Regions from separate parts of the Mus musculus genome. Here region 1 is linked to region 2. Evidence: chromatin contacts called from public HiChIP or PLAC-seq data. All regions are on one chromosome and are shown on one strand. The core of a region is the stretch at or near the end of the contact, and the rest is flanking DNA. Distances in the headings are between cores, read along the strand shown.

Region 1 (4,207 bases), core at 1,642-4,141, 170 kb before region 2:
AGCCCTGAACTTTCCTCGCCCTGACTGTGATGTTAGTCAACATATTTGTCAACATGACAAGAGGCAGGAGTACCTCCTGGAGAAATCTGAAACACATCTTTGTGTGGCCTTTCACTGTGGAATTTGTGGGAGGACGATTTAGGACCCTGTGGTTCCCCTGTCACCCAGACTCAGTCCCTCTAGTCAGGTCAGAGGACTGAGATTCTCAGTGTTCAAACTCTGTATCTTTTGGTGAACCAGCTATCTCCTGCCGGCTCACCAAGTAGCCATTTAAATCAAACCCGGAACAATACATTATGGCTAGGAACAGTGGGGCATGTCTATAATCCTATTGTTTAAGAGGCTGAGGCTGGAGCATTGCTTTGAGTCTGACATCAGCCTAAGCTACACAGACCCTGTCAAAGAAGGAGGAGGAGGAAGGGAGGGAGGTGAAGGGGGAGAGGGCATAATGATGTGTGTCTTTTTTTTTAAAGAATTATTTATTTTATGTAAATGAGTACACTGTTGCTGTCTTCAGACACACCAGAAGAGGGCGTTGAGGGAGTCTGATTTCGGGTGGTTGTGAGCCACCATGTGGTTGCTGGGAATTGAACTCAGGACCTCTGGAAGAGCAGTCAGTGCTCTTAACCGCTGAGCTATCTCCCCTGCCCCCATGATGTGTGTCTTTAGTCCCATGAGGAGGAGGAGGCAGAAGTATTAGGAGTTCGATGTCATCCCAAGCTATGAAAAAAGTTCTAGGCTAGGTCAGGTGACAACACTCAGGAAGTAAAGGCACTTGCTGCCAAACCTGAAACGCCCAGTTTGATCCTCATAGTCATGTAATAGGAGGAGAAGACTAACGCCTTCCAGTTCAGTTGTCCTGTGACACACACACACACACACACACACACACACACACACGATAGATGGATGGATGGATGGATGGATGGATGGATGGATGGAGAGATGGATGCATGGATGTAAAAAAAACCCAGGCCAATTTGGTCTACAAGAGACCCTGTGCCAAAAACATAGATTAAATAAACAAATAAACAAATAAGGAATTAAATTGAAACGAGAAAAGGCAGAGAAGCTGGAAATAGGGGTGGGAAGAAAGATCTGGGTATCCCTTCCCCACTCTACGGTGCCCAGACCCCACTTTCTGGGCACAGTTTTGGAACCGGGGACCTACTTCTCTAGCAGCCGAGCCACTGCCTCCTGCGCCTGCTCCCCGTAGGCGTTGCCTTGCCGCAGCAGGCTCTCTGCAGCTTGAACCGCCACCTGCATCTTTTGCTGGTTCAGCTCCATCGTGGTGAGAAAATCCCGGTGCCTTTTCATCGCCTCTTCTACCGACTCCACTGTGCAAGGGAGTTCAGCGCCAGACAGCGCCACCTCCTGGGAACGGAAGGGATACAGGTCAGCTTGGCTCCACCCCAGGACGCTGGTTGGCTTCAGGCACAGTTCCACCTCAGGGTCTTTTACTCCTGCTGGCCCCTCTTTTTAGCAGTCTGTCCTTCCAGATTCCCCCAGGTCTCTGCCCACTCTGCCAAATCTATGAATTATCCTCTCTTGCTAGCTCCTTCCAGATAATCCACAATCCCAATAAGCCACTTCAAATTCACCTCTCATAAACCACTAAACCCAAGCAGAGCATTAATCTCAGAACTTTGTGAAGTGGAGACTGGAAGATCTGTGAGAGTTCAAGGCCAGCCTGGTCTGTACAGAGAGTTCCAGACCCCCAGGGCTCCATAGATCCTGTCTCCATAAAAGCAAGGGTTGGACAAATGGCTCATTGGTTAAGAGTATTTACTGCTCGTCCAGAAAAATCTGAGTTGGGTTCCTAGCACCCACATTCCGCATTCCACAACGACCAACTCCAGTGGCTCCATCGCCTTGGCCTTCTTGGGAATCTTCACGTGTACACACAGGTGCACACCGTTAAATATAATAAAAATAAATTCTTTTTTAAATTAAAAGATAGGAAGATGGAGAGATGGCTCCAGTATTAAGAGCACACGCTGCTCTTCCAAAGGACCTGTGTTCGATTCCCATCACCCACATGGTGGCTCATAACTGTAACTCTAATCCCAAAGGATCTGGTGCCCTCTTCTGGCCTCCCAGGACTCTAAATGCATTTTATGCATGAATACACACAGGCAAAACAAATAAAAATAATTTTTTAAATTAAAAGCTGGTCGTCTATGCTACTATGCGCGAATGGTGGTGGCACATGCCTTTAATCCTAGCACTTGTAAGGCAGAGGCAGTAGGATCTTTGTGAATGCAAGTCCAGCCTAATCTACATAGCGAGTTCCAGCACCGCCAAGACTATATAGAAAGGCCCTGTCTTGATTCGATGATAGATAGATAGATAGATAGATAGATAGATAGATAGATAGATAGATAGATAGAAAATATACCGCCCCATGAACCCACACCATTCAACATAACCTTTTATCTCTGTCACAGACCTCAATTTTCCAGATAAACCACTACTCCTTTAATTCCCTACCCCCAAACAAAGCAGGAATCTAGGGGTCCCAGGAAACACATCAAAGCAAGTCTGTGCCCCCACACCCAATCCCTCTCAGCCCAGACCCCGCACCCCAGACAGCCATCAGGCACCTGGTTGCGCAGCACCGCAAGCGCCTGGCACAGGTCTCTCAGGAAGAGTTGATAGACGTGCGCTTGGACCAGCGCCTCCCTGCGCTCCTCCCACAAGCCGAGCAGTTTGTGCCAGCCAACCTCGAGGTGCGGCAGCCACTCGTCTAGCGCCAGACCGGGGCCCAGCTCCGCGCCCTCGGACGCTAGCAGCGCTTCACTGGCAGCCACGATGCGCGCGTAGTCCTCCTCACGCTGATCCACCTCCTCCTTGAGCGCGGCGTGGCGCGCCAGCAGCCCATCCGCCTCCTCCAGGCTGCGAGGCAGCGGCCCCTCGACGGCGCCTGCTGCCTCCTGCGCCCGCACCAGCCAGTCCAGGAAAGTATCCAAATCGCGCAGGAAACGCTGCAGGCGACCTGCCGCCGCAACCGCCTCGCCGCAGGCCTGAGCCGCTCCGGCCAGTGCGCCCCACTCGGCTCCTAGCTCCTCGGCGCCCTGGTGCAGGCGCGTCGCCTGTGCGGGGAAGCGTTCGGCCAGCAGCGCCGCCTCCTCCAGCAGCGCCGCCTGTCGCGGCTCTAGCGCCTGTAGAGCCGCCTCCAGGCCACTCAGGCGCCATTGCAGGGCTCCCCCCGCCCGGGGCGCGCTCTCCACTGCCCGTCGCTTCTCGCGCACTTGGGCGCGCACCTCGGCCACCTCCAGCACGTGGTTCTCCACCAGCAGCACCGCGCTCATCTCCTCTTTGCGCTGTTCCACCAACTCCACGATGCGGTTCCACCTGTTCAGGGGCGGGAAAGAGGGTGATCGGATGCGGAGAATCCGCACACCCAGGGTAAAATCCAGGTTTTCGGACGCTCAGAAGCCTGGGAGAGTCCCAGTTTGTGCCTAAATCAATAGTATCTCACTCTGGACAGTGCTTAGAGCACAACTTTCAATGTATGTATCGTTCCAGCGCTACCAAATTATCTTCATAATAATATTAGGATTCTGTTTGTTATCTCATTATCTTTCAGAGTTTATTAGCAACTGAGGACGGAAAACAGACAACAGCTGCCTGCCTAGGGCACACAGTCCAGAGAATCACGGCTGTGTGGTGTAGTACACACCTATGATCTTAGCACTCCTTGGGCTACACAGACCCTGTCAAAGGAGGAGGAGGAGGAGGAGGAGGAGGAGGAGGAGGAGGAGGAGGAGGAGGAGGAGGAGGAGGAGGAGGAAGGGAGGGAGGGAGGGGAAGGGGAAGAGGGCATGATGTGTGTCTTTTTTTTTTTTTAAGAATTGCTTATTTATTTTATGTACACTGATGCTGTCTTCAGACACACCAGAAGAGGGCATCAGATCCCATTACAAATGGTTGTAGGCCACCATTCTGGTTGCTGAAAATTGAACTCAAGATCTCTGGAAGAGCTCTTAACCACTGAGCCATCTCTCCAGCCCCATAATTTACTTTTTAATGTCTGTGCTCATTTCATCTGCAGGTATATACACCCCACCCCATCCCTTTTTAGACAGGTCCTAGTAGGTAGCTGAGGCTAGCCTGGAACTTGTGATCTTTCTGCTTCTGTCTCCTCAGTGATGGCACTGGATACAGGTACACTTCTGGTTTTTAAGTTGCCTTGAAACCCTGGACT
Region 2 (4,353 bases), core at 1,350-3,849:
TGTTACTTCTAAATGTGGCGAGGTGCTTCAGAGACCATCAGAAAGTCATTGATCTCTGAATTTGATCAAGTCTCAGGGCTTCAATTTGTTTCTCTGTTTTATTGAACTGGAAAGTTTTATTTTTCTTTTCTCAGTTAAGTGTCTGTATGTGTGTGTGTGTGTGTACCGGCGTCCATGGTGGCCAGAGTGGGATCCCCTGGAGCTGGAGCTTGTGAGCTGTCTGATGTGGGTGCTGGGAACTGAACTTGAATCCTGCAAGAGCAGTACTTAATCTTAAGCACTGAGGCATTCTCCAGCCCCATGGCACTGTTTCTAGAAGGGCAGTGCCGATATCCTGGTTTTCAAGACAGTGAGAAGCTCTCCGGGATGGACTAGAGACCTGTCTGTGACTGTCCCTCTTCTCCTTGAGATTGTTATGTAGCCAAGGGTGGTCTGGAACTCCTCCTCCTCCTGCCTACTTTATGCGCATTCAGGTCACAGGCGTGGACCACCACACCCTGTTTATGTAGTGCTAGTGCTATTGAACCCAGTGCCTGTGCTTGCTAGGCAAGAACTCAACCAACTGAGCCACGCCCCAGCCCTCATCACTTCCTCTTGCCTGCTGTGTCCAGCTCCTCTGAGCTTGTGGTCTTGAGCCTGCAGCAGGCCTCTGCTTGAGGGTTTTGATGATCTTCTGCCCAGGACTTAAAGCTGGGGTGGGACTCAGCTTTCCTGCCCTACTATAGTCAACCCATTCCCAATTCCTAGTTTCTCAAGGCAACTATGGAAACTGAGGCCGAGGGCTGTGGGGAGGACTCCATGTTCTGGTTGCCCAGTAGTCCCATCACAGGCTGTCTGCTGCCAACGCCTCTGCTTATCTTTGCCTGGTGTGTGCTGTGGAAGCACCTTGAACTAGAAGGTAAATCAGTTGCTGAGTGTAGTGGTTCGCACCTATGACACCTGTACTTGGGAGGCTAGGCAAGACGATTGCTGTGAGTTTGTACCTAGCTAGGGCTTCAAGCATGAACTTGTCTCGTAAAGAGAAAAAGACTCTGGGATTAGACTGTACCTCAATGGTTAGAGTACTTGCCTAGCATGCACTAAGCCCTGGGTTCAATCCCCAACACAAAAATTTATAAACATAAAAATATTTAAATGTAAAGCCAGGCAGTGGTGGCGCACGCCTTTAATCCCAGCATTTGGGAGGTAGAGGCAGAGGCAGGCGAATTTCTTTTTTTCTTTCTTTTTTTTTTTTTTTAATTTTATTTATTTATTTATTTGTTTGTTTGTTTGTTTGTTTGTTTAATGTGTGTACACTGTAGCTGTCTTCAGACACTCCAGAAGAGGGCATCAGATTTTTGTTATGGATGGTTGTGAGCCACCATGTGGTTGCTGGGATTTGAACTCAGGACCTTTGGAAGAGCAGTCGGTGCTCTTAACCGCTGAGCCATCTCACTGCCCCCGGCAGGTGAATTTCTAAGTTTGAGGCCAGCCTGGTCTACATGAGTTCCAGGACAGCCAGGGCTACACAGAGAAACCCTGTCTTGAAAAAACAAAAAAACAAAAACAAAAAAAAAAAAAGAAAAAAAATTAAATGTAAAAAGGTAGGCAGGGTGGCACACACTATAAGTCCAACATTCAGAAAGCAGAGGCAGGGGGATTATTCAGACTTCAAGGTTGGCTTAGTTTATATAGAGAGTTTCAGGCTAGCTAGGGGTACAGCAAACCAAAAAAGAGAAACAGAAAGTTAAACCAGTTTCTAGAGAGCTGAGATGACAGTGCCCTGAGATGAGAGACTGGTGCGCCTACCTTCTGACACTCTGAAGGGGAGTCTTTAGTTGAAATATAAAGTAGGTGTGGTAGATTATGATGTTAATTCTAATAATGGGGGTGGGGGCGCTGAGCCAGGAGAATTACAAGGTCCAAACCAGCTCAGGCTACACAGTGAGACCCTGTCTTGAACACAAAAAAGAAGTATAATTTAGGGTTGGCTCCATGGCTCTGTGAGTAAAAGCTTTTGCTGCCATGCCATTTTTTAAAAATTTTTTTACATGTTTTATGTGTAAAGTGTGAATATTTTATCTGCATTAATGTCTGCATCACGGGAATGCTTTGTGCCAGCAGAGACCACAGAGGGTATCTGATCCCTTGGGATAGGACTTACAGGTGGTTGTGAGCTACCATGTGGGTGCTGGGAATTGAACCCAGATCCTCTGCAAGTTCTCTGTAACCACTGAGCCATCTCCCCAGCCCCAAGACAAATATTTTAGAGTATAATTTAATTCTGCGCCATGCCAAACCAGTATGGCCCTTGATTACTGGTTAAAAGCTGAGTGCCCAAAACAAAAAGTCAAAAAGGGCAGGCATCCACAGCTCCAAAGGCAGCCTATGGGACTCGAATCCACCCACCCCATGGGTTCCACATTTTAGCCATTCAAGCAGGGTGTGGCATACCTCAGAGAGCCTGGGAAGTCATCACTATTGTCAAATCCCGAGCACATCTTGTGGTTTAGTCACATCAGATGACTAATGTCCTCAGTGACTCAGTCTGGTGATGGGGCAGCTGTGCACATGAAAGCCAGTCACACCAGTGAGCAATGAGAAACTGGGCTGCAGCTGGGCAGTGGTGCATGCGCATAAGCAGCCCTTGAGGGGCTGAAGCAGGAAGTTTGTGAGTTGAGACCAGCCTGGGCTACATAGTGAGACTTTCTCTCAGAATTGAGGACGGAAACAGAGGTAAACTGTCCTGACCATAGCTAGGTGTCTCTCATCCCCAGCTCAGAATATCCATCCCTAAGGGAGCTGACCCCCTGTCTCCTTACCAGCTCTGGCCCACAGGGAGGAGGAAAGCCTGGTTGTTCCCACCAAGCGGCGGCGGGTCACGGCTGAGATGGAGGGAAAGTACATCATCCACATGCCCAAGGGGACCACGCCCCGCACCCGGAAGATCCTGGAGCAGCAGCAGGCAGCAAAAGGTACAGGCTGTGTGGGCTCAGGGGGAGAGCGCTCACCTCTGCTCTGCCATCATACGCTGGGCTCATGGGTTATACGCTGGGCTCATGTCCTTCTTTGTCCTTGGAGGGCAGGGGCAAAAGGGCAGTCATGGCTGCCCTTAAAAGTAAGTGACCGTACCTGGCCAAGGGCAGGACCACAGTGCATACCGGCACTGCGAGCCAAAGCCAAGCTCAAGCTCGATGAGGCCTGTGGAGGTAGCGGTTTTATGGTGGTAATATTTCAGAACATTCTGCTGGTTCTGCTACAACTTCCCGATAGTGCACATCCTTTCCTGGGCGCCATACCCATGCTGTTGTCTGTGGACCCTGGTGGGTCACTGGGAATATGTCCTTAGAGAATCTTAGGGTTTTACTGCTGTGAACAGACATCATGACTCAGGCAACTCTTACAAGGACAACATTTAATTGGAGCTGGCTTACAGGTTCAGAGGTTCAGTCCGTTGTCATCGAGGTGGAAACATGGCAGCATGCAGGCAGGCATGGTGCAGGAGGAGCTGAGAGTTTGCTCCTCCTGAAGGCTGCGAGGAGAGACTGGCTACCAGGCAGCTAGGATGAGGGCCTTAAAGCCCATACCCACAGTGACACACCTACTCCAACAGGGCACACCTCCTGATAGTGCCACTCCCCGAGGCAAACAGATGTACACCATCACATAGAGGCTCCTTTTTCCTCCTTTCAATATTTATTTATGAGTAATCTGTTAGTTTTTTTTCGAGACAGGGTTTCTCTGTGTAGCCCTGGCTGCCCTGGAGCTCACTCTGTAGACCAGGCTGGCCTCGGACTACGAGATCCTGCTGCCTTTGTCACCTGAGTATTAGGATTAAAGGCACCATCGCCTGGCCAGTTGTTTTGAGGTGCTGGCAGTATGACCTTGAGCATACTAGGGTGGTACTCGACCACCCACCTATAGTTGACCACCCACCTATAGCCTCAGTCCCTTTTTTTTTTTTTTGGCACAATGAGCATTATCTTTTAGGTATCACTATAAGATTTCCTCCAGTCATGTCTTTTTCTTTCATTTTTAGTCTTTTATTTTTTAATACATCCTTTAAAAGTTACTTTTTTTTCTTTTTTTTTTTTTATTACGTATCTTCCTCAATTACATTTCCAATGCTAACCCAAAAGTCCCCCATGCCCTCCCCCCAAAAGTGACTTTTTATAGGTATACATATGTGAGTTCATGTGTGTAACGTGCAGCAGTCTCGAAAGCTAGGGGAGGATGTTGGGAACCTGGAACTGGAGTTGTGTAAAGTTGTAAGCAAACGTGTATGCTGGGAATCATCGAACGTGGGTCCTGTACCAGAGCATTAAGTACTCTTACCTGCTGAGCCATCTTTCTAGCCCCTATCCTTTGATGATT

Evidence for each region. HiChIP or PLAC-seq counts read pairs in DNA pulled down with a chosen protein or histone mark.
Region 1: an H3K27ac HiChIP or PLAC-seq map of embryonic stem cells shows a contact between it and region 2, with 6 read pairs. The contact joins two enhancer-like sites. A contact is called at or near these places in 1 of 39 promoter capture datasets (embryonic stem cells), 2 of 115 datasets of contacts at active chromatin or transcription factors (both in embryonic stem cells) and 2 of 9 other capture datasets (adipose tissue and liver).

What each region holds. Positions count from the first base shown.
Region 1 is chr7:27,401,565-27,405,771 of GRCm38.p6, forward strand. Sptbn4 (spectrin beta, non-erythrocytic 4) reads right to left here. Exons shown (of 36, transcript NM_032610.2): 16 at 2,604-3,354; 17 at 1,172-1,374. Among named protein-coding and RNA genes, the nearest start is that of Sptbn4, 43 kb to the right of the region's middle. Within about 2 kb of position 2,892, at least 13 of the 459 cell types and tissues checked have an H3K27ac peak or open chromatin away from gene starts, as enhancers often do. A contact at or near this core is called in embryonic stem cells, where this site is marked.
Region 2 is chr7:27,571,787-27,576,139 of GRCm38.p6, forward strand. It overlaps 2310022A10Rik (RIKEN cDNA 2310022A10 gene), which reads left to right. Exons shown (of 10, transcript NM_175107.5): 8 at 2,805-2,954. Among named protein-coding and RNA genes, the nearest start is that of Gm45975, 17 kb to the left of the region's middle. Within about 2 kb of position 2,600, at least 88 of the 459 cell types and tissues checked have an H3K27ac peak or open chromatin away from gene starts, as enhancers often do. A contact at or near this core is called in embryonic stem cells, where this site is marked.